Linked DNA regions of Mus musculus: regions 2, 3, 4, 5 and 6 are each linked to region 1. The links are chromatin contacts, called in public HiChIP or PLAC-seq and promoter capture Hi-C maps. All regions are on one chromosome and are shown on one strand. The core of a region is the stretch at or near the end of the contact, and the rest is flanking DNA. Distances in the headings are between cores, read along the strand shown. Region 1 holds the start of Pacsin1 (protein kinase C and casein kinase substrate in neurons 1). Region 2 holds the start of Bnip1 (BCL2/adenovirus E1B interacting protein 1). Region 3 holds the start of Rpl10a (ribosomal protein L10A). Region 4 holds the start of Ggnbp1 (gametogenetin binding protein 1). Region 5 holds the start of Zfp523 (zinc finger protein 523). Region 6 holds the start of Uqcc2 (ubiquinol-cytochrome c reductase complex assembly factor 2).

What was found. Promoter capture Hi-C pulls out the DNA fragments that hold promoters and counts their contacts. HiChIP or PLAC-seq counts read pairs in DNA pulled down with a chosen protein or histone mark.
Region 2: an HNF4G HiChIP or PLAC-seq map of pancreatic cancer cells shows a contact between it and region 1. The contact joins the promoter of Bnip1 here to the promoter of Pacsin1 in region 1. A contact is called at or near these places in 2 of 39 promoter capture datasets (liver and pre-B cells) and 1 of 115 datasets of contacts at active chromatin or transcription factors (pancreatic cancer cells).
Region 3: a contact with region 1 is called in an HNF4G HiChIP or PLAC-seq map of pancreatic cancer cells. The contact joins the promoter of Rpl10a here to the promoter of Pacsin1 in region 1. A contact is called at or near these places in 2 of 115 datasets of contacts at active chromatin or transcription factors (large pre-B cells and pancreatic cancer cells).
Region 4: a promoter capture Hi-C map of liver shows a contact between it and region 1, with 3 times the contacts expected there. The contact joins the promoter of Ggnbp1 here to the promoter of Pacsin1 in region 1. A contact is called at or near these places in 2 of 39 promoter capture datasets (hippocampal neurons and liver), 1 of 484 Hi-C or Micro-C datasets (cerebellum) and 1 of 115 datasets of contacts at active chromatin or transcription factors (pancreatic cancer cells).
Region 5: a promoter capture Hi-C map of embryonic stem cells shows a contact between it and region 1, with 4 times the contacts expected there. The contact joins the promoter of Zfp523 here to the promoter of Pacsin1 in region 1. A contact is called at or near these places in 10 of 39 promoter capture datasets (3T3-L1-derived adipocytes, the C10 cell line, HPC-7-derived erythroid cells and 5 more), 1 of 15 datasets of contacts at CTCF or cohesin (embryonic stem cells), 11 of 484 Hi-C or Micro-C datasets (B cells, the Ba/F3 cell line, CD4 T cells and 6 more), 2 of 115 datasets of contacts at active chromatin or transcription factors (craniofacial prominence and pancreatic cancer cells) and 1 of 9 other capture datasets (embryonic stem cells).
Region 6: a promoter capture Hi-C map of second pharyngeal arch cranial neural crest shows a contact between it and region 1. The contact joins the promoter of Uqcc2 here to the promoter of Pacsin1 in region 1. A contact is called at or near these places in 6 of 39 promoter capture datasets (the SN4741 cell line, cranial neural crest, hippocampal neurons and 3 more), 2 of 115 datasets of contacts at active chromatin or transcription factors (large pre-B cells and pancreatic cancer cells) and 2 of 9 other capture datasets (liver and macrophages).

The regions. Positions count from the first base shown.
Region 1 is chr17:27,654,034-27,657,040 of GRCm38.p6, reverse strand. Pacsin1 (protein kinase C and casein kinase substrate in neurons 1) reads right to left here and starts at 1,450. Exons shown (of 10, transcript NM_011861.3): 1 at 1,282-1,450.
Region 2 is chr17:26,779,514-26,782,520 of GRCm38.p6, reverse strand. It overlaps Bnip1 (BCL2/adenovirus E1B interacting protein 1), which reads right to left and starts at 1,442. Exons shown (of 6, transcript NM_172149.5): 1 at 1,345-1,442. The coding sequence starts at 1,428.
Region 3 is chr17:28,327,086-28,330,092 of GRCm38.p6, reverse strand. It overlaps Rpl10a (ribosomal protein L10A), which reads right to left and starts at 1,622. Exons shown (of 6, transcript NM_011287.2): 1 at 1,475-1,622; 2 at 1,208-1,282; 3 at 1,046-1,126; 4 at 571-719. The coding sequence starts at 1,479.
Region 4 is chr17:27,027,801-27,030,807 of GRCm38.p6, reverse strand. Ggnbp1 (gametogenetin binding protein 1) reads right to left here and starts at 1,549. Exons shown (of 6, transcript NM_027544.2): 1 at 862-1,549; 2 at 8-132. The coding sequence starts at 1,349. It overlaps Bak1 (BCL2-antagonist/killer 1), which reads left to right and starts at 2,181. Exons shown (of 6, transcript NM_007523.3): 1 at 2,181-2,397.
Region 5 is chr17:28,175,809-28,178,815 of GRCm38.p6, reverse strand. It overlaps Zfp523 (zinc finger protein 523), which reads right to left and starts at 1,620. Exons shown (of 14, transcript NM_001357995.1): 1 at 1,291-1,620.
Region 6 is chr17:27,132,491-27,135,497 of GRCm38.p6, reverse strand. Uqcc2 (ubiquinol-cytochrome c reductase complex assembly factor 2) reads left to right here and starts at 1,607. Exons shown (of 4, transcript NM_026063.2): 1 at 1,607-1,758. The coding sequence starts at 1,621.

The sequences.
Region 1 (3,007 bases), core at 201-2,700:
CAACCCCAGGCTTAAAGGAGTTTCTTGGTGGCTCTTTGGTCCGGGGGAATAGAAAGACCAAAGGGGTTCCCCTCCATTTTCCAGCTTGGTAGCTATTGCCCAAAGTTTACATATTCATTCATTCATTCATTCATTCGTTCATTTGTTCGTTTGTTCATAGTGAAAACATTTCTTCAGTGAGGAGCCCTTCTCAGACACTGACAATGTCAGAGACAAGTCAGATTCTTAGCCTGAAGGCCCTTTGGTCTAGAGGGGGACAGGCCAGACATAAGTAACCTCCGGGTTGACAGGGTTCAAGAACATGGGGCCAGAGGTGACCTCTCCCCTGGGGAGTCAGGAAGCTGCTTAGAAAGAGTGATCTGAGTAACGGGCAAACATCTGATAAGAAAACCAGGCTGCGGGCAGAGCTTCCCAGACCACTGGCAATCTGCACCCCAGCTGTGCTGGGGCCCCTGACAATGGGCTATTTCTGGTTGTGCCTAGAAAAAGAAGGTGCCTCATGTTTAAGTTCCCCCAGGCTGCAGAGCTGTGCTTGGGGGAGGTGGGGGTGGGGGCAAGGCTGGAACTTAAAAATCGGGGGTTTGAAGCTGAGTCTAGCCAAGCTCTGGGGTTTGCCACTGTGTCGCAGACACATTAATGACCCTTTAACCTTTCCACAGCCTCCTCAAAGGTGAACACAACCGGGAGAGCGCCCCAACCGTGACCAAATGGGCTGAGGTTGGTGGAGGGAGAAGGCGGTGTGGCTGGCGCAGAGAGGATTCTGCAGCATCTGCGGGGGCCCTCAGCATCGCCACCTCCTCTTTCCTTCCACCTCCCACCCCCAGCTGGTGGGGGGAGGGGTCGGAAGCAAAGAAGGAAGTACCTGTAATCTAAACCAGACATCGCCGCCTGTGCTTCTCCCCAGCCCACTCTGATCCAGAAATAACATACGCACCAAGCTGGCATCGGCCCACCCATCCCAGCTGGCCCCAGAAAAACATACAACACCGGGGGGGGGGGGCAGCCCCAGCTTCCCAACGATCATGCTTCTTCCCCTTTCCCCAGGGTAAAGGCCTCCCCCTTAGCATCCTCAAGGGGTCATTCTGGCACTGGCTGGGTCAAGCCAAGAGCATCCGGGGGCGCGCGCCTACCTCTCCCCAGATACCTGCCCTCGGCTGTATTCAACGCCATCATATACTGAGCATCTGCATCACGCACTGAAGCCCTGGACTCCCCGAACCCCCAACACTACCCCACCCCCACCCCCAAACCCGCGCTCTCTCCACGCTCTAGAGCCCCTACCTGGGCGCCGGAGCACCGGACACCATCAGCGGGGCGGGTGGCAAAGCGGGCGGCGGCGGCGGCCCAGCCTCAAGCCCGGCCGGCTTCCCGGGGGAGGAGGAGGAAAAGGAGGAGGAGAAGGCTGGCGCGACCGCCGCGCGTCTCTCTGGGGCTGCGGGAAGGAGGAAGGTCAGAGACTCCGCCGAGCGCAGCGCCGCGCGGGGGCGGAGGCGGCGCGGATTAGAGCGGCTTCTCCGTGAGCCAATGGCGACGCGGTGGCTGCGCAGGTGGCAGCACCGCGGTACCCGGAGGCCGCGCCCGCCCGGCCGCCTGCTCCCCAGCTCGGTGTGTTTGATTCCTGCGCGCTCCTAATACCTGCTTCTCATGCGGGGGTTCACGCATGATAGGGGTTTGCTGTATAACCCTGGTGTGATGACCCCCTCCCTATCCGTGTGTGTCGGGTTCATGGAGAACAGGATACTTAAGATTGGCCAAATAGTAAGGATGCTCTCCTCTGCCCTATCCCACGGCCCACTCCCACACTCAGCTCTGCCAAGAAGGCCTGTGTGGATCCTCAGGCCAGTTCACCTCAGCTGGCTGTCAGCAAAGCTAGCTGGAGGCCTTTTTGGAGGTTCTCTGGGACTTGGGGATCCAAACGGTGACACACAGCTGCTGCCTTGTATTCTAACTGCTTCCAGGAGCCGGACTGTTGCCCCAGGGAGTGGGGCCTGACTCAGAAGAGCAGAGGATTCATTCAATGTGTCCAGAGTGTGACACAAACCAGAGAAGGAAGACCAGGAGGCGAAAACTGCCCACCTCTGCCCCTCCCTACCTTGAGAGACCTGGATGTTCACAGGGTTCGAAGAAGGAAGTCTTCCTGAACCCCTGGTGGTGAGGCTAACCGTGAGCTCTGAAGTTCACCAGTTCAGGAGCCCAGAGGAATGCCTGCATACAGTGTTCGTTCATTTGCTAAGAATTCCATGGACAGTTTCAAGCTATATTGTTGTTTTGTTTTTAAGATTTATTTATTTGTATAAGTACACTGTAGCTGTCTTCAGATACACCAGAAGAAGGCATCAGATCCCGTTATAGGTGCATGATGGTTGTGAGCCATCATGTGGTTGCTGGGATTTGAACTCAGGACCTTCGGAAGAGCAGTCAGTGCTCTTAACCGCTGAGCCATCTTTCTAGTCCTCAAGCTATATTATTAGAGCATAGAAGAAGACATCACTAAGACATCACCAGGCAGCATCTCATCTAGGGTAGGACCAGACAGTCAAGTATTATTAGTCAGGGAACCGAGGGATAGAATGGATGACTCTTACTTTACGAAGGGGCTTATCAGATCGGCTTAAACAATACAAGCGTCTGCATGCAGGACAGGCTGAGAATCCCGAAGCTGTCCCAGGACACCGGGTTCCTCAGGAGTCCCAGTGTGGCACTGAATGCATGGAGGATTCCTGAAGAGGCCCCGGAGTCATCAGAGGCCTTCAGGGGACTTTGGAAGGTTGAAACGTGGGGTTCTGGTTGCAGCGGCCGCAGCAGCAGCAGAGCAGATGCATTCACCAGCATGAAGCCAAGGTGGGCAAGGCAAGGGTACGGTGCCCCACCCCCCAACTTCTTACGTCACGCCACCCCAAGGAGGCACGTCTCACCACGGGAGAGTCTCTTTTCCCCTCAGTCAGTTCCTCCCTGAAACGCCCTCCACTCCCTCCACGCTTACCCGGAGTCTCTTACTTCTTTCCGG
Region 2 (3,007 bases), core at 193-2,692, 870 kb after region 1:
AACACATATGTCACCAGAGGCCTACCTAACAGGAAACTATGATAATATGAAGTATTATGATGCTATTACATAATTTTATATTATGATATAATATGAAAACCCAACTTTTCAAATTTTGGATATAAGGGTTTTTTTGTTTTGTTTTTTTGAAGACTCTATGTAGTACAGGCTGGCCTCAAATGCATGATGGTCCTGCTTATGCCTCCCAAGTGCTAGAGCCACTACCCTAGCAACTCTGTGTTATGTATGTATATGTATTTACATGTGCATTCTGAGGACTGAAACTAGAGCCTTGCACATGGCTAAACTTTAACTCTACTCTGAGCTAAATTTACCCCCAGCCTCTGGTAATCTCACTTGTATAAATCTTGTTTATTTTTCTAGAATTGGCCCATTTTTTTTGTTTGCACATCTCAGGAGTAAAGTTTGCGGCGTTTCTTTACCTGTTCTCTAGCTTACTCACAAAATCAACACTTCCTCACAGCACAGGATAAACTGCTAATGTGGCAGAGTGTACATCTGGCTTACCAGAGAGCACTACTCTCCATGCTCCTTTTTATAGGGGCTAGTAAAGCCAAGCTTACCCCAACAGCTAGGCACAGCCCATTTATGCAGCACTGGGGATGGCGAACCCAGTGCTGGGCAAAGTCCTCACCAGCGGAGTCACACCCCTACCCTTTCCTTATTTGCTGTCACAGCTTGTATTCTGAGCCGGTTGGGTTCTTTTTGCCAAACTCTGGAGCCATTTCTACATTCCCTGTTCTTGCTTGTGTTCCTGCACTACTGTCTCCTACTTAAGACCTGCTTCCAGATAAGCGCCTCATTTTCCAGTCTGTTTCCGGGTAGGGAAGCTCTAAAATGATTTTCCTAGGCTGGCTTTCCCCATCCAGGTCCTAATACTGGCACTGCCTGCCTTCTGACCCAGGATCTTGCACAATATTTGAATTCTTTGTTCAAAAAATTACAACCACGTCCCAGGTTAACTTAGTTAGCTTCGGGCAGGGACTGTCGGGCCAGGTGGCTTTGGGTGCCTCAGGGTCCCTAACTTAGGGAAGTGGGCGTGGGAGGCGAGCAGGGCGAGGGGTGGGGCGGGGCTACAGCCGAGAATGCGGGTGGGCGGGCTAGCCCAGCACGGCTGCAGTCCAAGGAAAGGGAGCGGCGTGTTAGGGTAACTCAGGGGTGGGCAAACCAACAGTTCACAAAAGAAAAGCCTGAAGGTCAGTGATCTCGGGGAACCGACCGAATGGTGCCTTAGGAGCCATCCTGGAACCGGACCAGGCGCGAATATTCTGGAAGATGTCAAGGCGGCCATCGAGAGCCGGACAGGAGCCTAAGAATTTGTACCTGGATAAGCGCCTTCACCTCTAGGTCGAATTTGACAATCTCTTGGTTACAGATCCGGACGTGGACATCCTGGGGAGCCGCCATGTTGGAAATGCGGCTACGGCGAGCGGCAGCAGCCAAGCTTGAACGCGTTCACGTGGCTCCTGCCCGCCTTTCCGTACTTCTTCAAATGTGATGCTGCGGGAGACCCCGTGTGGATCAAACCAGGTCAAGAGTCCAGACCTGAAACTTTTCTTGTCACGTAGAACACGCACAGCTTCTCTGGTCTGCTCCTACTAAACGGAAAAGTGGAATGTGATTATGAAGAACCATTAGAGTTGGGGTGGGGGGGAGGGGAAAATACAACTCAGGTGATGATAGGCTGGCATGCCACATGGCCTTCAGGTTTGTTCCCAGTACTAGAGATACAACAACAACCCGCTATTCTAGTGACCTTTTGGATGGAAAAAAAAAAAGGATCAATTCGGATGTCACCAAAGTTACATTTTTTTTCTTTAAAATTTAAAGCAAAATGTATACAGTAGGTATGCATTATGGAGGAAGACACAAAACTTGTAAAGGTGCAGACTTAAATACAGGTCACTGGGGCACCTCCATTAGTACAACCATGATCCTGCATTGTTGTCCTTACACATTTCTATGGCTCTGGTCCTGCCCTTTGTGTAGAATTGGATTCCAAGTATCTCATAGGAGTAGTTCTGACTGTGTGGTGTGATAGAAACAATGTCAGTGCAAACCTCAAAGAAGGGTAGTGTTTTTTAAAATTATTATTTCTTAAGCCCTCAACACCACTGGACACTTTTCCCCCACCCTCCGGGATTCTCCAGGCTCTGTCGTCTTGGATATGGGTTCCCTCTTTTTAAAATGTTTTTCTCAAACTGCACACACAGCCCCCAGTCTCCACGCCTACCTGTCCCAAAGCACCCTGTACCACCCACTTCCTAAAAGGTGCTCAGTAGCTGGCTGCAAGTATCAAAGGCCTGGATTCCAGGCTTGTAATCAGTTTCCTCAGTAGCATCACTCCTAAGTTAGGTCACCTAGAGGATGGAATGAGGTGTTGATAATGTAGCATTGAACTCAGTGCTCACTAGTTGCTATACATGTACTGTTAAGAAACACTCTGGGAGTTACTTCCCTACGTGCGGCCATTTTCTATGAAATGCTTCTGCCCAGCAGCTGCACTTGATTTGTTAGGCTATAGAAGTGGAAGGAAGAGGGGGTGGAGGACGATGACAGAACACACGGGACAGGTGAAAGGCCCTAAGTATTTTCTTTGCTTTTCTGAGGCAGGGTCTCACAGAGCCCAAGCTGGTTCCCAGCTACCTATGTAGCCAAGGATGACCTAGAACTGCTGGAATTACAGGCACTGATTAACACCGCAGCTACTAGACATGCATTTTAGCTCCACACAAGCTTTCCTATATCCTTTTTATCTGGGTGTGGTAGCATATGACTTTATCCCAGCACTCAAGGGGTAGAGGCAGGGAGATCCCCATGAGTTCCAAGCCAGCCAGGACTGTGGTGTGAAGCCTGTTTCGTCATACTGGTTATATCAGTTTACACTGCATGAGCAAAACTGTGGAAATGCCTATTTCCTTATAGCCCTACCAGCTTGGTGTGCTGACACTGGTGTTATCATTTTGTCTCTTTTTCAAAAAAACTC
Region 3 (3,007 bases), core at 373-2,872, 670 kb before region 1:
GGCTCTCATCAGCCTGCTCATATACATAAAATAAAATCTTAAGAAAAAAGCTGTCTCATTATCTGTCAAAGGTGGACCAAGGCCAGCTATCTGAGAAGCCTCAAGCAGGCCTGGGAACCATAATGTCACCTGAGAACACAGCTCAGTGACAGGGCACAGTCCTGAGCACTTCTAGAGGATAACCTTAGACCCCAGGCTGGCAACATCAGTAAGACTCAGTATTACTCCAAATCTTAAGACAGATGGAGAAACCTTCTATCTATAAAAGCAGGCATGACAACTGCCTAGCTCACAGTGGATAACTATTCCCAAAATGTATGCGGAGACAGGGGCTACCATGGAGGCTAACACGTGGGAGACACTTGTGACCCCTCCCTCGATAGGTTGTTAACTGAAAAGACTTGAAACCCAAACCAATAGCTGGCTATGAGTCAACTGCACACACTGGCGAGAGGGGAGTATCAGACCAGCCTGTGGGGCATTTTCTAACTGGTTGTGAAGCCCAATGTGTGCTGCCACTCCTGGGCAGGGGGTCATGGGTTGTGTTCAGCCCTAGTGAGCCCCACCTACCCAGCTTCTTGACCAACTTCTTGTTTTTGTTAAGCTTCTTGAGCGCCTCGATGTCCATGTGGGGGATATCCACGGCCTTGGCTTCATCACAGTGCTGCTGGTCCCCCAGAACGCACACCGAGAACTTGGGGCGTGGGGTGGACTTGAGCCTGCGTTTGGGAGGGGAGAAAACAGAACAGGTCATGGTCGGCGCTGGCCATCCCGCTAGATCTGAACGCATGGCAGGGAGCGGCAAGCCTTACCCGGAGCTCTGGGCAACACTAGCCTGGCTTCTCAGGCTAGGCGGCGGGCTCGGCCGAGGCCTCCCCACGCCTCCCCTCTTGTTTTAAGACCCAGGGTGGGGGTCCGTCCAGCCTGCCTGCCTGCAGCAGGGCTCCTGAACTACCCTGGCACGTCAGTGTCCCCGTGCCCGCCTAGGGCGCGGCCAGGCCACACGGGAACACTGAGGGCTGGGTGGGGTTAGAGCGGTGCCAACCTGACGGTGCCCGAGAAACGTTTGTCCTTCTGAGGGTCGTAGTTCTTCAGGCTGATCTGCAGCTCCACCGTCTCCAGAAACCTGAGCGAGAGGGGAGCTGTGAGCCAGGGTCGCCATGGCCGGGGATGCTCGCCCTGCCCCGGGAGGGAGGCCCGCGCTCACTTGCGGCGCTTGCGCTGGTTCCCGTGCAGGACTTCCCGCACCGCCTCGTACAGGGTGTCGCGTGAGACTTTGCTGCTGTTGGGGAGAAGCGAAGGCGTTCGGGGCCGGCCATGCTGCACCCCGGGCCCGATGACAGGCCCACGGCACGCTGGGGAAAGGCTCGCGACGCGGGGCAGTCGCCGGGAGAGCCTCCGAGACGGGCCGCGGGGCGTCCGCGGGCGTGTGGGTGCACGGATGGCGGCGGATAGCGCCACGATAACAACTTACCTCATGGCTGCGGCTGCCGCGGAAACCGGAAAGAAGGCAGAGCGCTTTGCGCATGCGCTCAAATAGAGCCCGCGTTCTCGCGAGAGTTGCCCGTTACGGGCACGTTCCGCGCTCAGCCAAGCCGGAGAGGCGCTGCAGTTTGCGGCCGCTGGGGGGGCGCCACCACGCGGCTGCACCGTGAGAACCGCTCTAGGAGCAGCAGGCAGTCCTGCATTGGGACAAGGGCTGAAGCCGGGCCCTGGGATTGGATTTCTCCCTGCTTTCTATCTTCTGCCTGCCCCATGACTTCCAGTCCCCGGCAGAACCGGTCTCCGTCATCGCCTAATTTGGTGATGAGCCCCGCAGAGCCACTGGGCAGCCGCCCCCTCTAGCCGTGCATTGTGCAATGGTCCGGCCACCGCATGTGGGCAGAGGCATGGATGACAGGAATAGCTTGAGGAAATGACCCTTGCTGAGATCTGCAGAACGGGAAAGCGCCTTGTGACTAGATTAGGATCAGATGTGCCTGGCTTAAGCCTAAGCCTCCACCTGGGAGGAGGCGCCCACCAGTCTATCCTGGCCATCTGTATAAACCGCCCCTGATTCAGCCTCCGGGCAAGGTGGACTTTGGACAAATGCCCCTGTCCTGTCTCAATTAGTTGGCATTTCAAACAAAGTCGTTCTTGTTACTTGACCCCGGTCTTCGCAGTTAATAGAGAGGCGCCGGGTCAAGGAGCGTTTGCAGGGAGCCTCCAGATCTGGAGTGACTCATTTGGAGGCATGTCACCCTCTCTGGGAACAAATCACAGATGTAGCCAGCACCCACCATTTCCAGGGAGCAGACCTACGAATAGCTCATCTCGCCTGAGCACACACACAGCAAACAGCAGGCAGGATGAAGCAGGTTCCCACAGGGTCAGAGCAGAGCAGGCAGGTTGAAGCTGCAAGTGCCATCCACACTCTAAAGGCCATCAACATGGTGAGCGGCTGACGTCTGTCTCTTAGACATTGTTCCCCTTGCTTCTGTAGTCAGATTCAGCTTGTTCTCAAAAGCCAGACCTTCTCACTGGACTGACCTCCTTGCCTCCCTGGAACAGGGACTCAGAAGCACCCAGAAACCTCAGTTCCCCACCCACTGCAGGGCTAAGGTAGGAGGATGCTGTCATGAACTTTCTCAGGCTAATTCAGTCACATCAGTTTGGCAAATTTTTGTTTCTTGGCATAGCCCCGACTCTCTTGGAATTCGCTCTGTAAACCAGGCTGGCCTTGAAATTAGAGATCTGCCTGCCTCGATCTCCTGAGTTCCAGGATTAAAGGTGTGTGCCACCGTGCCCAGCTGTGTGCTAAATATTTTTTGAGTGAGGTGCTGTGGAAATACAGATGTCACACAGGTCTGCAGCAGGCACCCTGTGTCTTTTCAGCCCATGGTGGGTTAGACATCCCTCAGATCCCAGTCCAAACCTTTGCTGCAGCTGAAGACAGAGTTCAGAGTTCTAGCAGGCCTAAGACTCCGGCTCAGCATGAAAACAAAAGTTATGGGTCCCAAGCCCACCC
Region 4 (3,007 bases), core at 300-2,799, 630 kb after region 1:
TCCTTACCAAACTCAATTGGGCAGTGTTCATCCTCTTCCTCCTTGATGAAGGCCCCAGGGGTGAGCGCCAGTGGTCCCGGAACCCACTGTAAGCATCCTTGTTCTGTCTCCAGGGCCTGGCCAAAATGCTCCCTAAACCCAAAGCCACAGTCAGGTGGGGTCAGGGGACACCCACAAATGTGGCCTGACTCTACCTTGAGTCTCTCCACGGACCTGCTCTGTTCCCTGGGATAGCTAACAGAGGGGTTTCCCTACCACCTCTGGGGGACATAGGATGTGGGGAGCTAGGCACCTTCCAGACAGGGAACTGCTGCTAAGACCAGTGGGAGAGAAAGCCAGGCAGGAAAGTAGGGGTACAGGCTGGAGCAGAGCCTACTTCAGCGTACTTCTGTCCAGACTCTAGTGCACCCTTCCTAGCCTCTAGGATATTTTCTTTGGTTGTTCTTTGTTTTTTCAAGACAAGATACCCCTCGGTGTGGCCCTAGCTGTAGACCAGGCTGGCCTCAAATGCAGAGATCTGCCTGCCTCTGCCTCCTGAGTGCTGGGATGAAAGATGTGTGCCACCAATGTGTTTTGTTGTGCTGGGGACTAAACCCAGGCCTGGACCGTGCTAGGCAGGCGGTACTCCACTCTGAAGCCACACCTCAGTTCCCAGCCACTCCTCACACAGCCCTGTTTGCTGACCCTCCCTCCCTTGGGACCCTTAACTGTCCCTCATGGCTTTCACTATTCAGGACCCCTTACCCCAGCCCATTACAGCTGTGGGCTTCTAGTCATGGCCCTCATGCCTGCATCCTCCTTCTGTTCTAGCTAGATCAGGCTACCCCACCAGCCCTAGCACCAGCAGCACCAGCCCCTCACCTGTCTGAGGCCCCGGAGACCTCCCCTACTGGCTCCTCCTCCTCTCCTTTCTTCTCAGGTAGCTGCTCCAGAACCTCCCAGGTTCCTCTGAGAGGAACTGATGTTACCTCAACACCCTGGGCCCTTAGCTTCGGGACATCCTTGGAGGTGAGGGTCTGGGACCCTGAGTCCCCAGTGCCCAGCTCAAAGGCATCATGCCTCGGGTTGGAGGGAGCTGCAGAGAGAACCCTGGGCGGGGGCTCCCTCTTCCCATTAGAGGAAGCTGCAGAGTGGACCTTGGCCCGGGGCTCCTTCCTCCCACGACCTCCCTGGTGGCCCATCATTGGGGAGACAACATCTTGCTCCCATGAGGAGCTGGGCTGGCTCCTGGTCAGGGGCTTGTTAGTGCTCTTAGAACCGCCCTTACTCCCCACCAGGTTTCGGAGAAAGCGCAGCATGGAGGAGCAGCCTAAGATCCGTGACCGAGGGGTCCGCGCCGGGGCTGCCATCCTGAGTGGGACCCCGACTCAGGGAGAAGCCATGGCAGCCAGCCCAGGACCAACTGCTAGCAGAAACCTCCAGTTGGAAACTTCCAGAAGTTCTAGAAGGCAAAGAGGAGGTGGGGGTGGGGGGAGGCTATAACTGGAGGCTGGTGGGGGGGGGTCTACTGGAAGGAAAGCGGGTAGAGGGGTAGAGGGAGCTAGCCAGGGTCCAGCTCAGCAGGTCTCAGAGGAAGGCTGGAGATTGAGGGATGGTGAGACATAACACAACAGCACCCACAGGCTGTGGAAGCCTGGCTGAAGGCAGATAGGGCGGCCGGGGGGGGGGGGGAGGAGGGTGCACACGCTGAGAACAGGACATCATATGCTCCTGTCTATCCATAAACTCCTGTTTACTCTGGGTTTGAGATCAGTCCCTGCAGCTGCCAGGCTGCAGGGATCTAGGACAGCACAAATTCTGAGCTGCCCCTCCTCCTCCTCTTCTTCCTCCCCTTCCCCCTCCTCCTCCTCTCTTTTAGGGTGTTAGTAGCACAGGCTGGCCTCTATTTCATGATCCTCCTGCTTCAGCCTCTTGAACGCTGGGACTGCAGGTCAGCTCATCCTGGTTTTTGTTGTTGTCTGTGGTTTGCTTTTCACTAGAGGGAGAAGATGGAAGAGGAGGCCCGGGAATCAGAGACAGGAAAGGCAGAAAACAGAACGCTTTTCCCCTTGGCTGGGACAGGGCAGGCAGGGGAGGCTGTAGCTGCTTCCAAGCCCGGCCGAGGACCTTCCCCTAAGCAGCAGCCTCCCTGAGCGCCTGCATCCGGCGGCCACCGAGAACTTCCTCTAGAGGGAGCTGGTCATTGCCGGGAGCTGGGACCTCCTCTATGGTCACAAAGTCGCGAGGTTTCCTGGGCCAAGAGGCAACCCGAGGCGGCATCCAGCACCATGAATCCACTGATACCAGTTCCTGCCAGTCAGGCCTGAAACCTTGGCCCCTGGAAGCAGCCAGCAAGCCCTTCGGGGTCTTCGTCTTTGCACGGCTGAGCCATCCCACATCTGGAGCAGAGTCATTCAGGTACACGGGCAGCCAGTGCCAAATCCCACCGTCCTAATCCTGGGCAATTCTGGCCCAGGGTGGGGCAGAAACCTCCATCGGCAACCCGGTGAGGAGGGAGGCCTTGATGTGGCTTCCCTGGGAGGTTCTGAAAGGGAAGCTGCAGGCATGGTTCACACAGGGCCTCTGGCTATACATCAGAAGCGCCCCTTCCTGCCCGGTTCTGGTGGCCCTGGACTTTTATGTGGAAGGAGGGGAGGGTCAAGGTCATGAACAGAGACAGAAATTATACGGTTGATACTCCCTGCTGTACCAGGACACGGACAGTCCTCCCCCAGAATGATTCTAGGTACAGCCTAGTGGTCGGTTGTGAGGAACATGCATCCTGGGCCCAGCCAGTGGACATAATGGGAAGTCAAGGCGACTTGGATGGGGGCCAGGTGGGCCAGGGCAGCACTGGCTGTGGAGGGCTTTTCTGAGACTCTTCCTGCTCTCTAACAGTAAGCCTCCAGGGTGGTGTTATTATTACTATTATTATTTTGAGAGAGAGAGATGTGGATGAAGTCAGCGTCCCCTGGCCCTGCTGGCCTGGGATTACAAGGTACCAGGAAGAGCACCCTATCCCGGAAGG
Region 5 (3,007 bases), core at 371-2,870, 520 kb before region 1:
AGTGAGAGGTAAGGCACTCATCAGAGATGGGGACAGGGATTCCAAGATGGCAGCAGTAGTGACTGGCGTGGGCCATATGCTTGGTGTCTGTGGCATCTCCAGCACCCAGTAGTTAGACCTTCACTAAAAACAACTGTTCTACCATAAAGGTAAAGGTTTCCTGTGAGGCAGAAGGGTCCTGAATGTTCTGCACCTGTTACCTCAGGCTTTAAATGCTTTGCCAAAAGTTCCCCAGCTGAAGGGCCAAGCTCATGATGTCAACTCAGTGGGAAGCTCTGTGCTGCACGGCTTTACAAACTGATAGAGTCCAATTGAGGGGGCAGAGTGTAGACAATCACAGGAATGAAGAAATACTGTTCGGTAAAGCCAGTAGACCCAGGTTGGGAGTGGGGGTGGGAGGGTGAGGTTACAAGGACTACATTTCTGAGGCAGCGTAGAAAAAAGTTCGCTATTTTTGTCTTGACTAAGAATTGCAGAATTTTAATAGAAAGAAACATTGGGGAATCACCAAACTCAATCTCATCACAGTTCTGATCAGAAACTCAAGTCCACCGTAAGGAAAGGACCTCCACCAAGGTTTCCAAAGCTCAACATGATAGAATTTGAACTTGAACCACACACTCAATCTAGAATCCTTTCCTGCCTCAAATGATACTTCATTTCCATTTACTCTTGATCACCACAACGGTGGCATGGCAGTGGGCATAAGTTATGTATGTGCTGATTGACACTGGAGGCTGGGGGCGGGGGGGGGGGTTAAAGAGGGATGTCAGGAGGGTGAGATGATCATGGTGTTACGGGGCGAAGATCACGAGTTATGTGGATGAGTGGGTGGGAAACAGCCCGAGTCTGGTTTGCAGAAGCCAGGAGAGGACTAAGGGGTGCCCACAGAGGGTAGTCTAGGGGGTCACTAGGGACTACGGGCCTCTTGGAAGCCATGTAATGATTGTATCAGCACTGAGACTGGAGGGTCCAGAAGCAGGGCTGGGGTTAGCACTCAATGAATTGGGGGTCGCCTTGTGAGGTCTGGGGGTCAGGAGTGTGTGTATGGGGTCAAGGAGGAGGAGGAGGGCGGGGTTTGGGAGTCCTGGGGGAGGAGTCTCAGGGCGGGATGGAGGGGCAGGGACCCTGGGTGGGGGTGGGGCCAGGCCGCCGTCCAGGGAGGCCCAGCCGCCAGGCCAGGGACCGAGGAGGGTGGGCACGACGGGCTCCGGACCTTCCCGGGGCCCCGCGTTCGCCCAGCCTCCCGCCTCGGGGCACGGTGGACCCACTCTTCCCGCGGCCACCAACCTGACAGCCCCCGAGGGCGACTCCGCCGACAGACCACCATGCACCGGGCCCTGCCACCAGCGCCGGCCCCGCAACCCGCCTGCGCCATAGCCCGCCCGCGCGCGGCTTGCCTCGCGCGATATCCAGGTTCCAGGGCGGCCGCACTTCCCTCTCGCTCCCGGCGCGGCCTCCGCCGGGCCCCGGAACCCGGATGACCAGCGCGGGGCCACGCTCCAGCCCGCCCCCCTCCGCCGCGGCGGCCGGCCTGCTTATCCCGGTTCCCGGGCCCCGGAGCCCAGGCCGCCGAGTCTCCTCAGGCGAGCCTCGGAGCTCCGCCTCGCTCTTCTCTCCGCTGGCCGCCGGGTGACGCGGCCTCGCCAGCCCGGGCGCCCGGGGAGGGCGTGATGACGTCACGACGCCGGGTGGAAGCCGCGGTCGCCATAGCAACGGGGGAAAAAATCGAGCGGCGGTGGGCTGCTCGGGAGGAAGCCATTGCAGGTATCTCTAGGTGGTTCCTGCAGAGGACGGTGACCAGACGCCTGGAGGGGATGGGACTCCGAGGGACAGTCCTCCCAGCGCCCTGTGCAACGGCGCCCCAAGGGATGGCGTCCCGACAGTCATCTCTGCTGGATGGTCCTCCCCCTGGGACTTCACCCTAAGGGACGCTTCTCTCCCGCTCTGTCAGAAGGTGAACTGGGGCTCAGCACCCTGAGGGACTTAGGGACGGTCCTCCCTGTGGACAGTCTCCGTGAGAGATGGTCCTTCTGCATGGACTGCACCCCGAGGGACAATCCTTCCTGCACTTTGTGGGAAGATGCCCGAGGGGTGGGGGTGGGGGGACAGCATTATGAAGGATGGAGCCCTGACAGTCCTTCCTGCGGGACAATTCTCCCTGCAGTACTGGCTTTTCCCATATGCCCTGGGGAACGTGAGTGTTTATGAGGGATGGTGCACCCATCCTGTCCCCTGAGGAAGGGCCCTGACGTTCCCCTCTGCTCGACTCATCTTCCTGAGGGATGATTCTCTCTGAAGGAAGGTTCCCTGACAACACTTGCTTCCTTCTACTGCCTTCCCTGAGAAATGACACTCTGATGGTCGACCCCTGAGGGACAACGCCCCGAGAGTCTTCTCAGGTTCTTGGGCGTTCATTCATTCCTCCATCAGCTCCCCAAAACCAACAGGTCCCCTTGATAGGGTAGCAGTGTGAGGAACAAAACCAAGTGCCCCCTTTCTTCTCTGTTTTTCCATAGTTTTGTCCTTTTTTTGGACTCAAACTGTGGATCCCAAGGTGGCCTTGAACTTGTGATCCTCCTGCCTCATCTTTACACCTGACACCTAACTTTAAAAGTTCTTTTTATTATCTCTCTTCCAAGCAGGGAGGAATTGTGGTTCAGGATATTTTCAGAAATTGAGAGAAAATAAGCTTCCAATTAAAAATAAGAAGATGAAGGGGGAGGAGCCTTGGCACGGGCATGTTAACCCCGAGGTCCCAGTGTGGTACTGGAATTTCCACCTGGTGCCCTAGTATATACCCAGTTAGAGCCAGCTCTGCCATCCTAGCACGACACACATGGGATCTTTCCAGGGTTTTATAGCACGGATTATTGGTTAGAAATACAGCAAGAAAGCCAGACACGGTGGTGTACAACTGTAATCCCCTGCACTGGGGAGGTGAAACCAGGAGGGTCAAGAGTTCACCATCAGGGCTGGCAAGAGTTTGATCCTTGGAACCCATATG
Region 6 (3,007 bases), core at 358-2,857, 520 kb after region 1:
GAGGCGGAGGGAGGGGTTTAATCTGAGCAGATCAGTGGGTGGTTTAAACAGGGAACACTCTCCACAGTTCCCGAGGTAAGGAAAGGGAACCTTGGCTGGAGTGCCATGCCAAGGTGAGGCGCTTGGTAGGCATGCCCCTAGAAAATTTCCCTGATCACCCCATTATGTTCCAAGCCCCAACACAGCCTCACCTTAGCTGTGTTAGCCATGAAGCTGGGTGGCTTTCCTGAGGTTCATTTACTCCCTACTTCCAGGCATTGAGGGCCCCGGGTGGGCTGGAAGCCACAAGGGCCCACCCAGGTATGGCTTTAAAGAGCACTCGCCTGGCCACAGCCAACTTGGGAGTCAGGGGTGGCGAGACCCCTTGCCCTGTCTTGGGCTGTAGGGGGAGTAACTTGATGGCAGCAAATGGTTCTCCCTTCCACCTGAGGTACAAGTGTGGTAAGAGGTTGAGAAAGGTGCCAGGGTGCCAGGGAAAGTTCGTGCCCACTGCCTCCTTCTGTGGTCTCCCTTCCTCTACCGGCTACACTGCAAGGGCTGGCCAGACAGACAGTCCCGTGAGCTGCCCCACCCCCACCCCAGGAATTGCTCCCTAGGTTGTGAATGTTGAGAGACATTAGGGTCTGACAGACCTAGTTTGGAATGTGGCTTTGTTCATTCATTCATTCATTGAGCACTAATTTACAGAGTGAGTTCCAGGACACCTGGGGCTGCACAGAGAAACCTTCTTTCTCAAAAGAAAAATCACACACACACACACACACACACACACACACATATGATACCCATGTGATATATATATTATGTTAAATTTTGCCATAATAAAAACACTCATTCTTAGAGCTAGAGAAATTAGTTATTAAGAGCATTTATTGCTCTTACAGAGAATCAGGTTCGGTCCCCAGAACTGACACATGTACATGGTGCAGGTAAACACTCATACATATTAGAATAAAGAAAACACACTATAAAAAAATTGTTTTAAAGATTTCCAGGCTGCAACAATGTTTTTGGTTCTTCATAAGAAACCGCTCCATGTGGTGAGCAATGTGACCGGGAGGCTGGAGATGTAGCTAAAGAACTCTATCAGAGGTCCATGTGGTAGAGATAAGTACAGGGTGATGAGTGTGAGTGGGGCAGCTGTGTGTGTGTGTGTGTGTGTGTGTGTGTGTGTGTGTGTGTGTGTGTGTGTGTGTACACGACGGACGGTGTGTGTGTGTGTGTGTGTGTATGTGTACACGACGGACGTTAAGATCAAACACATATCCATCCAATAACAACCTGTATTTACATGCAAATGTTTCGTTTATGCAAAACAGCAGAGGTCTCGGGGGAAGCTTTTTCAGTCTCGAGCTTGTGAAGTCATTGAAAACGAAGAGCAAAGCTTTCCCCAGGGTACACCGCGTTAGCTTTGCCCCTGGGAGCTGGGCGAGTACCAGAACCAAGAAGCTGAAGAGCTCAGACCTCGCTCTCAAAGGTGAGCAGCGCCGCTGCCTGGAGGGGTGTGGGCCGTTGGTAGAACTGCGCATGTCCACGGGGAAGGCCAGTGCGCCTTAGTGCGCACGCGCCCTCTGCGGTCTTGACTACTCCCCCCCAGGGGCGGGGCAAGCGGGGCCCAAGATGGCCGCTCTCCGCTACCGGCGTTTCCTTAAGCTCTGTGAGGAATGGCCAGTGGACGAGACCAAACGGGGCCGGGACTTGGGCGCTTACCTGCGGCAGCGGGTAGCGCAGGCCTTCCGGGAGGGAGAGAACACCCAGGTGACCGGAGGGGAGGAGGGTGGGCACGTCGAAGCGATGGGCGGCAAGGGTGGGGGATCTGCGCATGCGTCGGCCGCTGCCAGGCTGCACGTGCGCGAGGTACCCATCTTGCAGTTAGCTGCGGAGTGCGACGCCTTCTGCGCAGTTTCCTTCCTTGTCTGCACAGTGTAGTAGTCAGTGAAGCGGCCCTGAGGTCCAGATGCCACTAAAGAGTCAAATTGTAAGGCGGGGTTGTTTCTTCCTTACCATCGTTAATGTGTCTGCGAGCCCAGCCTATCCCCAGACACCTCCAGCTAAGCCTCACTGCCTTCCGTCACTGTGAAACTGAGTCTCCCACACAGGTCCCTTGTGTGAGTAGTAGACCTTCTCGCCCCACTCAGGTTTAGGTTACCTTACCAAGCACGGCCATGTGCATGCATAGAACTAGGTTAGTTTCCAGGGAAATCGCAGTGAATTAGATGAGGTCTTTCTCCTTTTGCCTTTGGATTCTTATTCAGGACACGAGGAACAAATAGACTCATAAGACAGTTCCAATGAGTACTCTGATCGTGGTAAATGTAACATTAGTCGGGTTCCTGAGGCTTGCCTGAGGAAGTTACACATAGGTCGGTCTCGAGGCAGGGAGACAGTGAACACTGACTGCACTTCGGGAAGGGTGGCCAGGCACTTCAGAGGAAACCAAACTGACATATTACAGAAAAGAAAGCAAGCCTACGGGTAGTGAGTGGCATGTCTACAGCTAAGATTTGAAGCTGAAGGAAGGCAGGAGCCAGGCACAATACAGATTTTTTTTTTTTTTTTTTTACCAACAGATATGTCTCTGTACCCTGTTAATGCAGTGCCCACTGGGGCCAGAGGAGGGCATTGGATCCCCTGGAACTGAAGTTAGAAGTGGTTGTGAGCCACCATGTGGGTACTAGGAATCAAACCTAGGTTCTTTTTAACTGCCCAGCCACCTGCACTAGGGGTCAGATCTTACCAGGAAGCAAGGGAGAAGCCACCGGGGACATTTAGTCAGGGGACTGACGTGCCCTGATTTTCAAAGGTTCCTCTGGTGCTCTGGCATTGGGGAACAAGGAGCTGCAGAGAGCCTGCCGTGGTAGCACCGGAAGAGAGAGATGCCGGTGGTGGTTTGGATAATGGTAGTGGCACAGGAGACAGAAGTAACAGAAAGCAGACCATAATGTGCGGGTCACATCAGCAGCGCGGGTGTCCTGGATGTGGGGTGAAGGAGAGGAACCAAGGACAG